Linked DNA regions of Mus musculus: region 2 is linked to region 1. A link is a contact called in public Hi-C data. All regions are on one chromosome and are shown on one strand. The core of a region is the stretch at or near the end of the contact, and the rest is flanking DNA. Distances in the headings are between cores, read along the strand shown. Region 1 has its middle 70 kb from the start of B430319G15Rik. Region 2 overlaps 4933400C23Rik (RIKEN cDNA 4933400C23 gene).

Evidence for each region. A called contact is a pair of places that touch in the nucleus more often than the background predicts.
Region 2: a contact with region 1 is called in a Hi-C map of uterus, with 2.1 times the contacts expected there. The contact joins two enhancer-like sites. A contact is called at or near these places in 3 of 484 Hi-C or Micro-C datasets (the HPC-7 cell line, nephron progenitors and uterus).

What each region holds. Positions count from the first base shown.
Region 1 is chr9:92,611,324-92,615,172 of GRCm38.p6, forward strand. It overlaps the pseudogene Gm2495. Among named protein-coding and RNA genes, the nearest start is that of B430319G15Rik, 70 kb to the left of the region's middle. Within about 2 kb of position 2,053, at least 35 of the 459 cell types and tissues checked have an H3K27ac peak or open chromatin away from gene starts, as enhancers often do. A contact at or near this core is called in uterus, where this site is marked.
Region 2 is chr9:92,771,320-92,775,168 of GRCm38.p6, forward strand. 4933400C23Rik (RIKEN cDNA 4933400C23 gene) reads left to right here. Exons shown (of 5, transcript NR_040770.1): 2 at 2,125-2,189. Among named protein-coding and RNA genes, the nearest start is that of 4933400C23Rik, 55 kb to the left of the region's middle. Within about 2 kb of position 1,967, at least 2 of the 459 cell types and tissues checked have an H3K27ac peak or open chromatin away from gene starts, as enhancers often do. A contact at or near this core is called in uterus, where this site is marked.

The DNA of each region.
Region 1 (3,849 bases), core at 803-3,302:
GATTGTCCTCAATTCTAACCTCTATTGTAGGCTTCTCATTTAAGTTTGTCTCACCTAGTAATGCTAGTAACTGCTAGCGTGTGTTACTAATAAAACTTGTATAGAAGATGTCAGACGCAGGTACATTTGATACATTTTGGAGTAGACAAGTTATAGCTATACCACCACAGGAACAGGTCTCGAGGAGTCTACAAAGAAGAAATCTTTTCAATTACTGTATATGAAAAAGAAAGAAATAGTAATTGTGAAATAGTAATTGTGAGTGCTCATTACAAGGCTGATGGCTGGAACATTAAGGACACATTACTGTGGTTAAAAAAAATAGAAACTGTGTGATTGAAACACTGAAAGTTACAATGTGCATTTTTGACATTAATGATGTTTTTATAAATGGAGAGTGGTTGTCAAAATAGTTCTCGGCTATGTCTGCTTTTCGTGTTCACCTGTTCACAACCACCCTTTCCTTGTGCCTTGGCTATTTAACCAAACTAAAGGGACCCAACTCACTCTACAGCACTGGTTCTCAACCTTCCTAACTCTGTGACCCTTTAATATGGTTCCTCACGTGCCGGTTATCCACAACTATAAAATTATTTTTGCTGCTACTTCATAGCTGTAATTTTGATACTGTTGTGAATCATATGATACAAATATTTTTGTTTCCTGGTAGTCTTAAGGTGACCCCTGTGAAAGGGTCTTTGGACCACAAAGGGGCCATGACCCGCAGGTTGAGGACCACTGCTTTAAGCTGCTATCTCTACACTCATCTCTGAACCTCAAGGACAAGGAATGGGAAATACGTGTTATTGTGAGGATTGGATGCTGTGGCAGTGATCATCCAGAGCTGGTCCTAGATGAGGAATGATATGGGCCCTTCACCCCCCAAATCAAATCCATGTGGACACTCTAGACAGGGAAGAAATCCATCCTAAAGTGGTTGTATAGCTTTCAGAATTAATCACAGCTTTTTTTCTTTGCTCAGTGACTCTCAGGGAAATCTCTCCAGACTCCAGGTGCAGTGGTCCGTAGAAGCTCTGGCGGCAAAGCTGAGCACCCACCCAGCCAAGTCACAAGTTAAGAGACAAGGTTCATTGTCGTGCATCTACTAAACATTCAGGCTCAGCACCAAGATCTTCTGGTGAAACAGAGCAAGAAACACAAAATGATAAAAAGCGCTTCTGCTCTTATCTGGCTGGCGGGATCATGCCAGGCCATGTGGCTACCATCATAGGGCAGGCGGGAGGTCTCATCATCGGCGGCCTGAGCATCATGGGCATGTGGCCTCCCATGGGCGGTCTCATCCCAGGAGCTGGTCCCACGGACATCATCCCAGGCGGAGGGAGAGCCCATCACTGGCATCATGGGCGGGCCTCCCATGTGGGGTGCAGGCATACTGTCAGGCGGAGGAGGACCTGGGAGACTGGAGGGAGGTGGGATCATGGTCCCAGCAGGCGAAGGAGCAGAGAATGGAGCCCGGAGGGAATTTCCTTGTTGAAATGCAGCCGTTGTTTCGTCAGCTCTGGCAAGCTCTTCCATCCATTTCTGGGAATAGTCTTTCACATTCTTGTTTCCGACCACTGCGGTGTGTCTTCCTCACAGACAGAGAATCGTGGGTAAGATACATACCACAGTAGTCATAATAAAACGTAGGCAGGTTGCTCCTCAAGCCCTTGTCTATCAGGGTCCCCGCCACAAGGAACTGACGCCGGATTTTTCACTACATATGAGATGAAGGTGTTGAGTCTGTCCCTGAATAGAGCTGTGCACATATTGTCCAAGTTGGAGAGAGTGATGCATTAAGTCTCTATCAAGAACTCAGTGTCTCTGCTTTCATTATTCAGTTTATGAGTGATTTTTCTCATAGGGCGGCATGTGGTAGACTTCCAATAGGCATTTTTAAATCGAATGAATTGGTGTTAAAAAGAAAGTATTATATGTATTTCAAAAACTATCTAAAAAGCTCCCATTTAATCATCTAACTCTGAAGTAAGATATAGTCCTAAAATAGCAACCAGTGAAGAGAGTGGATTCAGATGTGGAGGCTGCGAGTGGCCTTGACGTGTTTACTGGAGTCACACGGTTACCCTGGTTACTGATGGTTTTGCTCATTCCATTTGGCTGGCTGATTTGACCAAACATCGTTTCAACATCTTTTCAGACTGGCCTGCGAAATGGGATAAGTACTGTTTAGGAGAGTTAAAACTCGAGTAATGTCGAAAGAAAAAGGAAAAAAAAAAGGCTAGAACTTAGTAACTCTTTTTAGCTGAAAGGTAGAGATTAGTGGATCATACAAACTTAGAAAATAGTAATTTTTGTAAAAGTATGAACATGTTATTTTTAACTGTACAGTTGCTATAGTAAGTTGGTCATGTGTAAAAGGAACTTGCAGTGAATTCAAGGGTAAAGAAATGATGATCATAGAGTAGGCAGGGCTCAGGAAATATGATTATTTTTATTTGTGTGTGGGTGTGTGTGTTGAGACAGGGTCTCTCTGTAGTTTTGACTGTTTTGAATCTAGCTATGTAAACAAGGCTGGCTTCGAATTCGGCTTGCCTCTGCCTTCTGAGTACTGGGTTTAAAGACATGGGTTACCACTGCTGAGGGAATAATCTGATTTTATTACCTACCAGGTATGGTGGAAAATTGACATGAACACATAGGTAGTCTTTTGCTGGTTAAATAGCCTTCCTCTACTAATTTGGGATGTTTGTCTTGGTAATGTTTTTTGGATAAGAGTGTTTGCAATACATTTTGTAAAAATTTAGTCCATTGTTAATCTCTTTGTGGTCTAAAATGAGGACACAACAATTTAAAAATACACGCTTGTCTCTGTGACATAGGTGATGGCTCTCAGATGCTTGTGGCCTGGATGATGGCTGATAGTTCACCTTTGTGACAGGTACAGGTACTCTTGAGTCCTAATGTGCTTCCGGATTCCCTGCCCTGTCACAGGTGGGTTTATGTGACTCTGTAGATCACTCCAAGACAGGCATGCATTTGGGTTAGCCTCTAAGCCAGGTACACTGAGAGGTCTGATCCTAGAGTCACCCTTGGAAATAAGTAAATGCCTCACTGAGTCAGGCTTTGAGAGTTCAAAATCCTCCCAGTTTGTTCTGTCAATTTCTCTATCTCTATCTCTGTCTCTCTGTTTCTGTTTCTCTCTTCCTCCCTTCCTCCTGCCCTTTCTCCCCCCTCCACCACACTCTGCTTGCTGCCTGCAGTTTCAGATGAGAGCTCTCAGCTGTTCCTGCCTCCCTTGTCTTCCTGCTACCACGCTTCACCACTCTTGAGGCTGATGGACTCTTAGCCCTCTAGAACCCTAAACCCCAAATAAACCTTTTCCTCTCTAAGTTGCCTTCATCATGTTTTACCACAGCAACAGAAAAATATGGCACCATACCAGCCAATGGGAAGAGAAAAGATATAAATGGATAGTCACTGACTTACCAATTGTGTGTTTTTTTTTAACTTTTGATGATTCAAACGTAATGCACATGAAGTATAAAAATGTTGTGATCGTACCTTTTTTAGGTTGTTGATGGGCATAGTACTGCCTCTGTGTTGCAAAGTGTCAATGTGCTGAGCTTCCCAAAAAGCCTGGTGCTCTGCAGTGCTGTGTTAGGATGTTAGGCTTGTGCTAAGGGGACTTGAACGTAAGGGTTTTCAATTTATCGTGTGTTAGGATATAACTCCACTTTATCCAAGGGACACCCAGATTTAGTATGAATTGCATTTCAAATAATGAAGTGGTAGCATCGTCCAAAGACGCAGCGATTTGATTTGACAGCTAAGAAGAGATGTGTGTTGGTGGCCGCAATTCATGCTCTGAGCACTTCCTCTAAGCAAAAC
Region 2 (3,849 bases), core at 717-3,216, 160 kb after region 1:
CCAGTGCTAATGGAATACATTACCATCATAACTGCCTGATTAAAATTGAAATGTTTACATAATGAAACCTGATCCAGAAAGCTGCCAAAATGCACTGCCTGTATGCAGTAAACAATAACAATAAACATTAGTAAACATGCATTAGCATTAGGATATAGCTATGTTGGCTGTTCGATAGACTTCATGCAGGGTACTTCACTGTCCCAATTAATAGATCATGATAGTTCTATTATCCATCCATTAAACCATACTCAAATAAAGCTGCAGCTCACATGAGCGATCTGTGTGTAACCAGCTCTTCTCTTTCCTAATACATCTATCTTAAGAGGAAGGGAAGGAAAACAGTGGGAAGCTATCTGAATGATCATGCTGCTGAACTGTCTCTGGACATACAGGTTAAATATTGTAATGACAGCTTTGTATCTAGGAAAGAGTGACTAAGAACACCGTAACTTTTATGAGATGCCATGCTTATCAATAAGTAGGTCACAAGAGCTAGATACAGGAGTGCAAACCTGTACTTGTCCAGGCATTAGGGAGGCTGAGGCAGCAGGGAAGCAGATTTAAGACCAATCTTTGCTACATAATGAGTTCCAGACCAGCATGATGTACATGTCTCATAAAAGCAAAAGGCAGCAATAAAACAATCAAAAGAAAAATCATTGCTTGTGGGTTTTTGAAACCGGCTCTCATGCAGCTAAGTTTGGTTTCAAATTTCTTAGTTCAAGGATGATTCTGAACTCTTGAAGCTCTCATCTCCAACTTCCACGTAGTAGAATTTGCAGGACAGGGCAACCAGTGCCAGCTAATAAATCGTATTTGATCCTGAGGCTGCTCTGCACTTCAGTTCTGTGTAAACAACTTGCCATTTTGGCATCTACTCATTTTGACAAGCTTTGTGTTTTAAATGGAGACCATATTCATTGATAGTCGTTGATTTCTGATTCATTTTATCTTAGATACATTTTTCTACTGTTGGTTTCTTTTCGTTTCGTTCACTTGATATTTTGTCCCTTCTTGTCTTCTTTTCACTTGACTTTTTAAATATGTTTTTATGTGTAGTATCACAAAATTACATGGTATTTTAAGGGTATATGTGTTCCTCCCCCTTACCCCCTCCCGGGTATGTGTGTGTGTGTGTGTGTGTGTGTGTGTGTGTGTGTGTGTACATGTGTATGCAGGTGCAAGTGCATGTATATGTTCATACACATGAAGGTTAAAGTACAACCAACCTTAGGTGTCATTCTTAAAGTACCATCTATCTAACTTAGTTTCTAAGTTTGTTTTGCTTTGTTTAAAGACAGGTCTTTCAGTAGCCATGAACTTGCCAAGCAGGCTGTGAGACCTTTGGTCTGGTTCTCCAAAGCTGGGACTACAAATACATGTCACCACACCCAGCTACTTGATTGTGGGTCCTGGAGATCAAACTCAGGTCATAATGCTTGCAGAACAAGCACTTTATTGACTGAGCCATCTTCCCAGCCAACGACTCTTATTTTTTTTAATTAATAGAAATTATAGCATTTTCTCTTTGTTATCAAAACATAATGTTTTAGTGCTTTTGCTTGGCTGCTAGGTAGACTATCTGTTTCTGTTGTTGGAACTTTATTAGATTTTTTTATTGAGAGATATTTCTTATCAGATCTGATTGAGTTTCACTGTCTATTACATGTGAGATTTGTAAAATGATCAGAACTAGTTCAGGCTTCTCATCCTCTGGTTGCTTTTAGTGAAAAATAACTTACTAGATCACCTGGTGTATTAATTACTTTTCTTTTCTTCTGTGCTAAAACACTGTGATCCAAAGAGACTTCCAGAAGGAAGAGTTGATAGGATCTCTGGTTCCAGACAGATAAGAATCCTTCGTGATGGGAAGGCTTGGAGTGAGCAGGATTGGTTTGGACAGTGGTTAAACTGAGAAAAGAATTGTCTGTGACTTTTACCCATGCTAATTAATTTAACTGATTCCTCCAGGATAAACAGTTTCTGAATGAGTCATTCTGACTCCCAAAGTCATTCAGCCAGGGGATCCCACAGGCCTGTGATGCCTTCAATGTTTCTCTCCTCTGAGGCATTTTCAATGGGTGCTGATTGATCATTTGTTTTCCTTTTGTTTGGTTCCAGGTTATTTCTCCTTTGTGAAGCTGTTCACTCTGTTTTGCTGAAGGACCATGTGAGCATGCTAAGTGGTGGGTCATATAGGGAGCTGCCCTTATCCTGTGTTGTGATGTGTATAAAATTTGAGAAATCCACAGTGGCCGGTGTCAACCTCTGTAATGGGTTTATATGTATAGTTATAGTCTAGTCTTACTTCTTTGTTTGAGACTCTGTCTGAGGACCTGAGAATTTTTGTGCCTTTGTGGGTTTTTTTTTCCCCAGTGCTGGAGAAATATTTGAAAACCAAAATGAGTTCTATGCTGACAGGACTCACATTACTTGTAATTAGTATACTTTCTTTTAATTTTGTTTAAAAATATTTTACCCTGACTTAAAACTGAAGTCTCAACTATGGTAATTTTCTTGTCTTTAAGTATTAATATAATGATGACCACTGTCCTCTGACAGCACCTTGATATTGACTTTCCAAATTTTGAGATATGTGTTTATTAATGTCAGCATCATGAAAACATTTCTCAGACAGGACCAGGACATAGGGTCAGGGGTTCCAGGAGGCCTTTAGTGCAGAAAAAGTAGACTCCTTAAAAACAGCTTGAAAACAAGCTTCAACCAGGAGATTTAATTATTTCCCATCCACTGGATCTGATATTAAATAAACTCAGAGCTAGTGACATTCTCTGATGAACAGGTTATGAAGCAATATTTTTCTCCTTGGGCTATCCTACTACAGCTCAATTTAGCAGGCCACATTCATAAAAACTCAAATAAAAAGTGATTTTGAATGGTGTTCAGCCTCAGTTTCTTGGAATATGGAGAAAGGGTTTTGGAAAAACATGTAAGATAATCCTGAGAACTTAAAAATAGTTAACCATCGTTATGCATGCATTGATCCACTTTATTTAAAAATCATACACATGGTTAAATTATTTTCCATGGCAAAGTACTTACATGATGAAATTTGATAATGAAATACTTTTTACAGCAGAATTTAATTCGACAAGTCAAAACTGTAAATAACCATTGTAGAAATTCCACAATTATTTTTTCAGTATAGGATAATGATAATAAAATCCCTGTAAAAAGGGAAAGAAAAAAATTCTACAATTGAAAGTACATTTTATTAGCAAAAATTAAAAATTTTAGAGATTTCTTAGGCTTGGAAGATCAAAGACCTCAAATTTCAGCTGAGTAGATAAAGAGCCTGCTGGAGCAAGGAAAAAGAAATGAAGACTTCTAATGATCATAAAAAAAAAACACAGCCCAAGTGATTAAGTGCCCTGGATTACACAGAAACCCCATAGAAGCAGAGAGCAGAATAGTGTTTCCTAGGGGCCAGAGGAAGAATGGAACCAAGAGCTGTTATCAAGGGGTTTTATTCAGCTACAGTAAAGGAATACATTAAGAGTGCAGATGTAAAAAAAATAAAATAAAAAAAAAGAGTGCAGATGTGCAGTAGTCTGATAACTAACACTGTACCGTGCATTCACAATAAGATAGGATAGCAAATCTCACCAAATATTTTAAAGCTGTGTCAACACTTTAAAAACATCAAAACATGTTATACTGCATAGCTGTCATCTAGTTTCATGTTGTTTAAATTTTTTATTAATGTATTTGTGTGATTTGCTAGCATGTATGTCTGTAAGTGACAGGCATGCCTGGTGCCTGTAGAGGCTAGAGAGGGCACTGGATTATTTAGAACTCTAGTCACAGCTAGTTGTGAGATTTGTC